Linked DNA regions of Sus scrofa: region 2 is linked to region 1. Evidence: chromatin contacts called from public HiChIP or PLAC-seq data. All regions are on one chromosome and are shown on one strand. Each heading gives the region's core, a stretch centred on a gene start, on an enhancer-like site or on the middle of the called end of the contact. The rest is flanking DNA. Distances are from core to core; before and after follow the strand shown.

The links. HiChIP or PLAC-seq counts read pairs in DNA pulled down with a chosen protein or histone mark.
Region 2: an H3K27ac HiChIP or PLAC-seq map of alveolar macrophages shows a contact between it and region 1. The contact joins the promoter of CEP120 here to the enhancer-like site in region 1. A contact is called at or near these places in 1 of 5 promoter capture datasets (liver), 5 of 47 Hi-C or Micro-C datasets (fetal liver, liver, psoas muscle and 2 more) and 1 of 2 datasets of contacts at active chromatin or transcription factors (alveolar macrophages).

Annotation. Positions count from the first base shown.
Region 1 is chr2:127,033,775-127,038,589 of Sscrofa11.1, reverse strand. All of the region lies in intron 1 of CSNK1G3 (casein kinase I), which reads right to left. Among named protein-coding and RNA genes, the nearest start is that of CSNK1G3, 22 kb to the right of the region's middle. Within about 2 kb of position 2,984, at least 16 of the 83 cell types and tissues checked have an H3K27ac peak or open chromatin away from gene starts, as enhancers often do. A contact at or near this core is called in alveolar macrophages, where this site is marked.
Region 2 is chr2:126,928,211-126,933,025 of Sscrofa11.1, reverse strand. CEP120 (centrosomal protein of 120 kDa) reads left to right here and starts at 2,909. Exons shown (of 21, transcript XR_002341873.1): 1 at 2,909-3,156; 2 at 3,410-3,487.

The sequences.
Region 1 (4,815 bases), core at 1,735-4,234:
TCACTAATAAAGATAAAAATGAGCTGCTAAATACAGAAACCATTAGACATAATCTGATTATATGAGTAGAAATGTAGGCCACAGGCATACTTCTAATTTCACGATCACTAATGAATCTTCAAAACATAAAGCATAAAAAATCAGATTCTCTAATCTGCACAGCCCAATAATTTAAACATTACAAAGCCAACTAACCTCCTTAGGTTGCAACTAGATAAAACAACTAGATAAACAAAGTAATCTGAGAACATATGAGTATAGTATGTTTTACCTCCTAAGAAAAATCACCCAGAGCCAGCTAAATCTTTCAAGGAAACATTAAAGAACAGTTCTGAATTTTTTTAAATAATTACTCGTACTCTACCTAGCTTCCAAAACATTGATGCAATCACTACATAATTTTTGCATATACCAATGATATTAAATTTTAAAAAATGGAGTTCCCATGTGACACAGCAGAAATGAATCTGACTAGGAACCATGACATGGTGGGTTCAATCCCTGGCCTCACTCAGTGGGTTAAGGATCCGGTGTTGCCATGAGCCGTGGTGTACGTCACAGATGTGGCTCAGATCTGGCATTGCTGTGGCTGTGGTGTAGGCCATCGGCCTCAGCTCCAATTAGACCCAGCCCTAGACTGGGAACCTCCATGTGCTGTGGGTGTGGCCCTGAAAAGACAAAAAAGAAAAAGAAAAGGCAAAAAAAAAATTAAAAATTTACATAGGTATCTTTTCATGTTCAGCACCTTAGTCAATGTCCTTTGCATATACAGAATCAGAAGAAACAGAAATTTTACAATTAAATTTTTTTACAAGTTACTTGTCACAGCACTGATTTCTCACAGTTTTGTTACCTTAAGTGAAAAAGTCCCTATTTAGTATATGAAATGAGCCATTTCATTCAGTGTTTCAAATGCCTTATTCAGGCTCTATAAAAATTACAATACATGGCTCCAAGCTTCTCCAAAATTTAAATGAGTAAGGATATTTGTGATGTGATGGCGGTTACATCACATGCTTCTATTAGCAGCAAGTGTCCCAGTTACTGGTCCCTGGCATGAGCTCAACTGTGGTTGTCTATGAAAAGACTAAACACTTATTTTTACAAGCTAAATCACTAACTGTAACGTCAAAAATGGAGATCAATTTCTCTAATTACATACTAGTGAAACTTATTTTATCTCAAATGTTTAGTAACTATCATCTGCAATACTCCCCATTTTGAAAACTGATTTCAAAATACCCCTTGAATATTCCTATTAAGATCCAGAAAATTCTAGCCTTTAAAACTTGTTACCAGTTCTATTAGGGAGCAGTGTTCTTCAAACTGTGCATCATGACCCATCATTGCATGAATAAACCAATTTAATGGATCTCAAGCAGTAGTTTTTAAACAAAATAGTATCAAAAAATGAAAGAAAGAAAAAGGGGTGCACAAATGCAATAAGAATAGTTTTGTTCAGTAAGATTTTGTTTTGGTTCTTTACATGAATACATATGCATCACTAAGTCACAATGTAAAATATACTTGTGTTAAGCTGTGCTAAATATATTTCTATGAGTTGTGGTCCAAAGTATTTCTAAGTCTGAAAGCTATTTTACAATATATAATAGCAAAGGAGTAGCAAAATATACTATAATGAATCAGTTACAACTAAGTCAATTTTAAATGTGAAATTTTATTAAAATATAAACTTTCTTAATATACACAAATATTATTTAAAGTCTAACTAATTTTTTTCTAATTTTCTAATTATCCAGGTCTGACTGTTCTCTAGTAACTAGGATATAACTATTTCATTGGTCCTCAAGATGTCTTTTTTGCACCTCCTCATTGCAATTTCACATTTCTAATTTAAGAGTTAGGAGGGACTGTTTAATTGGAAAATGTCCAGCCCCTGAGGCACTTACTACATATACACCCAAAGAAGCATAGATCACCCTCATCTCCTATCATGATGGAAATCATAAATCAAGCAGGCATCATAATAAATTTATACTGATAAAATATTCCCAACATCAATCTCTATGACCAGGTCATCTCACTATCTCTAAGCAGATACTTGAAGGCAAATCCCAATAACAGGAATGATTTTACATTTAAATTCCAAGCCATCAAGGAAAATCATGTTCCATCTGGGGGCATTTACTTTCACTCAACAAATATTTACTAAGTATATACTGTGTACCAGGCAGAGAAATGAACCAGGAAACAATTTTCCCAGCAAAGGTCTCACCAAGGCTCTTAATGACTCTCCACTTTATGACTCCCTATTTTCTGTAGTGTATCAGTTAAAAAGGATATTCTCCTGAACCTCAGCAAAACCAAAAACAGTTGATATACAATAGCTATGTTTATTTTATTTTTTGCTTTTTTGGGGGTGGGGGGGCAGCACCCACAGCATATGGAGGTTCCCAGGCTTGGGGTCGAAGTGGAGCTGTAGCCGCTGGCCTATGCCACAGCAACAGCAACACCAGGTCCGAGCCACATCTGAGACCTACACCACAGCTCACAGCAACACTAGGTCCTTAACTCACTGAGCAAGTCTATGGATCAAACCTGCATCCTCATGGATCCTAGTCAAATGTGTTTCCAGTGAGCCATGACGGGAACTCCACAAGAGTTAGGTTTTTAAAGTTGTTGCAAACACTGAAGCACTGTCCTAGAAAAAATACGTGGTTAGGTTCCTATAATCCCCTGGTCACATTTTCATCAACTTATCAATACATATACTTGTTTTATGTGTGTTTCTATTTAAAGACATCTTTTTTTAAAACATAGGTGACCCTTGAACAATGCAGGAGTTGAAGTGCCTAAACCTCGCAGCTGAAAATTCACATATCATTTACGAGTGGCCTTCCATATACGCTGTCCCTCCCTCACCCTCATGGTGCTCCATCTACAGATTCAACCAGCTACACACTGCATAGTACTGAGGTATCATTACTAAAAAAATTCCAATATAAGTGGACTCATATGGTTCACACCCCTATTGTTCAAGGGTCAACTATACTGTTGAGTCATTAACACTGAACGCGCTGCCAACACCACAGTGATTCATGCCTAAACTACGCTTATCTAATGTTATTTTCTCCATAAAGCATGTCACAGCCTTTCTGAGTTTAGGAACGCTAGACAGCACTGTAGCACTACAACTGGGAGCAAATTTAAACAGTAAAATCACCCTGAAAACACAAAAATAGGCCTTAAAAAACAAATCAAGAAGGCAGAACAGCTAGTGTGACTTTAGCTGGGAACATGCCCCTCGGGTGACTCAAAATTTTTGCCACTCTACACGAGCACACGTCCTTTAATGAACGGCAAAGCACCACAGATATTCATTTGGGGGCTACAGATAAATTTTAGCAAGCAGACAAATCTGCAAGTAAGGAATCTGGGAATAATGAGGATCAATGCTAATTAATGAAGGAAATTTTTCTCTTTAAAGGTATTCCAGTACAATAAGTGAGTAAAACACAATAAAATTCAAATACCATCATTATGCAACTCCTAGTGAATTAATGGGACTAGGCAAGGATCATCAATTTTCACTAACATTACAAAAAGAAAACAACCCTTGATCTTTCTAATGGAAGAAAGAATGAAATGGAATCTGATCAAATCTCTACATCTCACAAGCAATTTACAGGAAAGACAGAGGACAATGCTTTTTTACTCCTTAATTTTAAGATAGTCCGTTTTTTAATCTGATGTCCTCAAGGGCAGGGATCATAATTCATTTGACTTTGTCTCCCTATTATCTATTATAATATATAACAAACGGCAGCCATTTGTTACAAGTTTGTTGAAGAAATGAGCAATGAATGAACAAATGAACTGTTCTTAGAAGTTTAAGAATGTTAATTTTGGAGATCCCTTGCGGCGCAGTGAGTTAAGGATCCAGCATTGTCACTGAAGCAGCTCAGGCCTCTGTGGTTCAGGTTTGATCCCTGGCCCAGCAACTTCCACATGCCACAGGTACGGCCAATAAATGAATAAACAAACAAACAAATAAATAATTACATGATCATCCCCTTTCCAAATAAAGGAGGAAAGCAAAAGCTATGGGTAGGCAGGCAATTTACAGCTCTGAGAGATATTACAAGCAAGTGGAATAACACCTCACAAACCAAAGGTCATTTAAACTTTTCAGGTTTCCAAAACATAGCTATGCATCAGAAGAAAAAAATTCACCAATGGAAGTCACAAAATTTATATTCTGTTCATTAAACAATAAGATCCCCTATATGCCAATTTAATTTCAATTTAATTCTAATAAGTTTACACAAATCAAACTTAAAGTAGAAAATTTGAGGTGACTAATAAAAACAAGAGAGAACAGGAAGAAAACACCTCATATGCCCCAATAAGTTCATAGACATCTACGCATAACAATACCTTATAACTGATGTTCAGAAAGAGAGCCCTGAATCAGAAAGAAAAAAAACCTGATTAGGCTTAGAAAACACTGTAAAAAGCGTACTACCATGTAAAGTTTATCATTTTCAATACAAACAAATTTAAATTAGAAAATATTTTAGCACGAACTCAATTTTCTAATTTATCTAATAGGTCATTCCCTAATAATGCCAAATAAATGAGAAAGTAGTTGAGGAAAGTCAGTAGCTATTTCATGCATGCTTCTCCTAAGAACGTTACATTCTTTCCTCTTAACTACAGTGCTTACTTCCTAATTTATAAAAATATACAATTATAAACAACAATCTGGGTAAGGCAAAAGCCACAGATTTTAACCATTCAATGGATAAAGAAGATATGGTACATTTATATAATGGAATATTACTCAGCCATTAA
Region 2 (4,815 bases), core at 1,660-4,159, 110 kb after region 1:
CACTTTGCTGTACCCCTGAAACTAAGACAGCTATGCTCTGGTAGAATTAAATGTTCATTGCAGCACAAAGTGTGATAAGGTGATTTTAGAAGTAATAGTATTGTTTGGCAGGGGGATCCAGATAAAGAGAACTATGTAAAAATTTTACTATGTGAAAAAGTTTCCCAGTTTATTTTAATCATTTGACAGATTTTTTTCTGACCTGGGATCATTCTCTGGCGTTCAGTGATGGTTTGTAATCTAGGGTTTCAGCCCAGCTGTACATCCGAAAGCAAAAACAATGAAGTATATTGATGGCAGTTCCTAGTTCTTTTACAGCTGCTACTTAAGGTCCGAGGTTGTTCATATTAAAAGGTAGTAACCAAATGGCATTTACTGTATTTAAGTCCTGTACTAAAGAATCACATATGGGTAGCATATACAATGGTAATTGCCTAGCTGAAGCTGAAGTTAAAAGAGTTATGTGACTTGCTTAAGGTCACCCAGCATGATGATGGCAGAGGAAGGTCCCAAACTCTGATCTCCTGGGTGTTCTTTCCACTGGAGATACTTAGTGCTTTGGCCTCCCTTGTGTAGCATTTAATGTTAAGTAGTGTTTTACACTCCTGGTAACCTTGTTTTTGCTTGTTGTTACTCTGTTTGCTTTTATTTTTTTTTCTTTTGGTCTTTTGAGAGTTACACCTGTGACATATGGAGGTTCCCAAACTAGGGGTCGAATTGGAGCTGCAGCTGCTGGCCTACACCACAGTCACAGCAACTTGGGATTTGAGCCATGTCTGCAACCTATACCACAGCTCATGGCAACGCTGAATCCTTAACCCACTGAGCAAAGCCAGGGATCAAATCTGCGTCCTCATGGATGCTAGTCAGATTCATTTCTGCTGAGCCATGAAGGGAACTCCATTATTATTATTATTATTTGTCTTTTTGCCATTTCTTGGGCCACTCCTGCAGCATATGGAGGTTCCCAGGCTAGGGGTCGAATCGGAGCTATAGCTGCCGGCCTACACCAGAGACACAGCAACACAGGATCCGAGCCGCGTCTGCAACCTACACCACAGCTCACGGCAACGCCGGATCCTTAACCCACTGAGCAAGGACAGGGATTGAACCCGCAACCTCATGGTTCCTAGTTGGACTCATTAATCACTGCACCACAATAGGAACTCCCATTATTATTTTTTGAGTATGTAGACATATTAGACTGCTCATTGGAGTATATATTAAATAACAACACTGATATTGCATCAACAAAATTTAGACTGTGGTAAACTCTGTAGGACACAAGACTAGTTTTTTCAGTGAAGAGTTTCAAGAGAAAAAAAAGTGGGAGTTAGTACTTCTAGAGAAGAAGAGGCAAGAGAGAGATCAACCAAATACATTATATTCTGGAACTTGTTTGGGTCCTGATTTGAACAAACTAACTGAAAAAAATTTTTAGACAATCAAGGAAATTTGAGCATGACAACTTAATTATATTAAGGAATTGCTGTTAACTTTTAAGATGCAATAGCTCACTTGTGGTTAAGTATCTGACGTTTTAAGATTGTTTAAAAAAAGTCTCTCTTTTTAGAGGTACATATTGAAAGAGAATAATCAATATATAAGGGATTTCCTTCAAATCATGGCTCCTCTGCACCAGATGAAGATGATTGGTTTTAAGCTGATAATTGTTGGAGCTGTGTTGTGGGTACCTACAGGTTCATTACATTATTCTATCTACTTTCGAGTCTGATATTTTCCTCAAAAGAATGTATCATTCAACAATGAACCCAAAGTAGATCATTATTTTGATTTTATATGGCATAATGTGTTATTTCACTCAGGGAGGCCTCTGAAGGGTCCTGAAAAGGATTTAGATTCTTCCACTTTTTTTTTTTTTCTTTTTAGGGCAGCACAGCATATAGAAGTTCTCAGGCTAGGGTCCAAGTGGAGCTGTAGTCGCCAGCCTATGCCACAGGTCACAGCAACGCTGGATGCTTACCCCGCTGAGCCAGGCCAGGGAAGGAACCCGCATTCTCGTGGATACTAGGTGGGGTAGTTTCCACTGAGTCACAAGGCGAGTGAACTCCTCTTTTTTTGGGTCTCCCAGCATGAAGTTCCCTGGCTTGGGACTGAACCCCCAGCCACAGCCTTGCGTCCTTAACGGCTGGGCCACCAGGGAATGCCCTGAAAGGGTCTTAGAAGTAATCTAGTATGGTCTCCAGCTCCCTGCACAAAGCAGAGGTGGAGGTGGGGAAGGAGAAATTGTACTCTCTTCCTCTTCCCTCCCACCTATCTCGTCCAAGATCCAATTTCAAACTAGGTGACCTCCAAAAGATTTTTAATCTTCTCTAAAATAATGCCTGAAGTTTTAGGGGGAGAAGGGTGGAAAAGGGAAAATGTCGGTTGTCAGCCTTGTTTAATTTCTGGTCTTGATTTTGCTAATTAGTTACTTTGTGGTCCGGGGTTAGAAAACCCTATACCTTTAATTTCACTGCCCACGTGACAATGTTTTTGTTTTAGGGTAATTTCTAAAGCACAGGAAATTCTCAGAGAGCTTACGTCACTGCCAACGTTACAGTAATTACCGTATTGACGCTACTTGTTTATAAGGCGTGGAAACTTGAGCTGCAGCGCGAGGACAATTTAGCAATTTCAGAGTTCAGATGTAAATTATTATTGCTCTGTAACTTAACTTCTAAGCAGTGTTGATACTTGGGACCTGAACAGACCTAATTGTTGTTTTTGTTTGTTTGTTTGTTTTTCCTTTAATGACTACTGATACAATTTCCAGGTTGTTTAGGGCATAAAGCAGAGAATACAGCGCATTCACGTTCCTCCCAGGGGAACTTCAGGAAGTGTTTACTGCAGTAGTGCGCCTGCGCAGTTGTTCTCCACCAAATCGCCCGCTTTCCCCCATCCGGCTAGCAGGGGGCGCTGTGAGGTAATGGCTAGTCTTCTCCCGAGACCTCTGGAACGTAGCGTAAAAGGCCAGGAAGGGAAGCCGGCTAAGGGGCGTTCTATCTTCGACTGCCCTGGTCTCTATCACCCTTTGTCCTCCAGCCTCCCCTGCGCGCAGGGCCTGCGGGCCTGGTTGCTAGGCGGAAGCGGGGCGCGGTGGCGGCCGCGGCGGCTGCCCGGGCGTTTGAAAAGCGGCTACGCGGGCGGCAAAAGGTGCTCAGGCGGCGGGCTCCCCTCTCCCTGCAGACTGGCCCAGCCGGCTGCTGAGTGGCTTTTGTCTTCTGTCGGGGCCCGGTTGCGGGTGGACTGTCAGCCTGGGGACGGGAAGCCGGGCGCGCTACAAGCGGGCCGCAGAGCTGGGTCCGGGCGTCTGGGGCCACGGGCGGGCGACGGAAGCCTCACCCAGAGCCCTGCCGTGGGTGGCGGGCTACCTGCAGCTCACCCGGGCCCCTCTTCCTCCCAGCAGACCCCGCCTGTGGGCCGCCGACCGCGACCATGGTCTCCAAGTCCGACCAACTGCTCATCGTCGTGTCCATCCTCGAAGGTGAGTGGCCCGGCACCTGCTTTTGCAACTGCTGCTTCCAGAATTTTAACAGAGTAGTGCGGGGCCGAGGCTTTGTTAACCTTAGGAACCCTGGCTTGTGCGGCCCCCAGAGACTTGTTCAGAGTTGTACGTAGTGAGGTCCGTTAGGCAATTGATTTAAAAATCCCTCAAGGGAATATGAGCGCTGTTAGAGATCGGTGATATATAGCGTGACTAGCCATAGACCCCAGAGGATCTTGGCAAAACGATTTGCATCAGAAGCAGCGTGTATGTGACTTTGATATTATGAGCTGAAAGTGTGCTTGGAAAGCACGATCTGTTCAGCGACTTCCCGGTAATACCATTGGTGAAAATTTTGCTTTCACTCTAGTACAAGTTTCTCTTTACAAGTCGATGGGGGCCTTAGAAGACAGTTGTCAGGAGGGTCTGTTACACTTGCATGCCTTAAAGTTTGATTTGTCGAAGGAGTGACATTTGTTTATTAGGCATCTCACTGACTGTGAGGCAGTGCGCTGAGCCTGTAAACCAGTCCTGGTTCTAAAAGCTAAAGGTGTAGCATGAAGAGCAACAAATCATTCAAATAATGCATCAGGGTGTGGGTATGGTCTCTTTTGCCTGGGCAAGCTGGGAAAGGTTTCCTAGAGGAGATGGAGTTTATTCGGGTCCTAAAAGATGATTAGGAATTCGTCAAGTGGAAAAAGGAAGGAAGGGCATTCCAGGCAAAAGGAAGAGCCGGTGGCATTTAAGGTGTAGTAAAGCAAGGCTTGCTTCTGTTTGCTTTAATTCAGTGAGGTTGAGAGCAGGATGCAGCAAAATGGAGAGAGTCGATAGGTAAATTGAGGGTGAGTTATGAATAACAGGACAAGAAGGAGTCATCTTGAGTAGTGAGATAGAGGAATGGCTGGGGATTGTCATGGTGGTGTCCCCCCCAAAAAAAAGGTATGGGGAGGGCCTAGGAGTATGGGTGTGGGGGGAGGTTGAGAGGGAAGAAAACACTGGAAACCTAATTTTCGAGTTGTGGAACAGGAGACTGACCAGAAGTCATAGTGTTGGGACAGTTTTAACTGTGAGGTTGCTGACTTTTAAAGACATAGGCCTGAAATTCTACTCTACTTTAGTGAACAAAAAGCTTTTGAACTTGGAACCGTGCTGCATGCTCTGAGATAACAGAAATGTAAGGCACTCACTGTCCCTTCAAGGTTGTAGGGTTCTGGCTCCTTGGGGAGACCAAAGTAATGCACAGGAGCTAATATGTTGGGATGTGATATAAGTTAAATAAAGCTCAAGGATCCAGGCTGTAAATGGAAGTTTTGGAGGTGGCTGAGGAT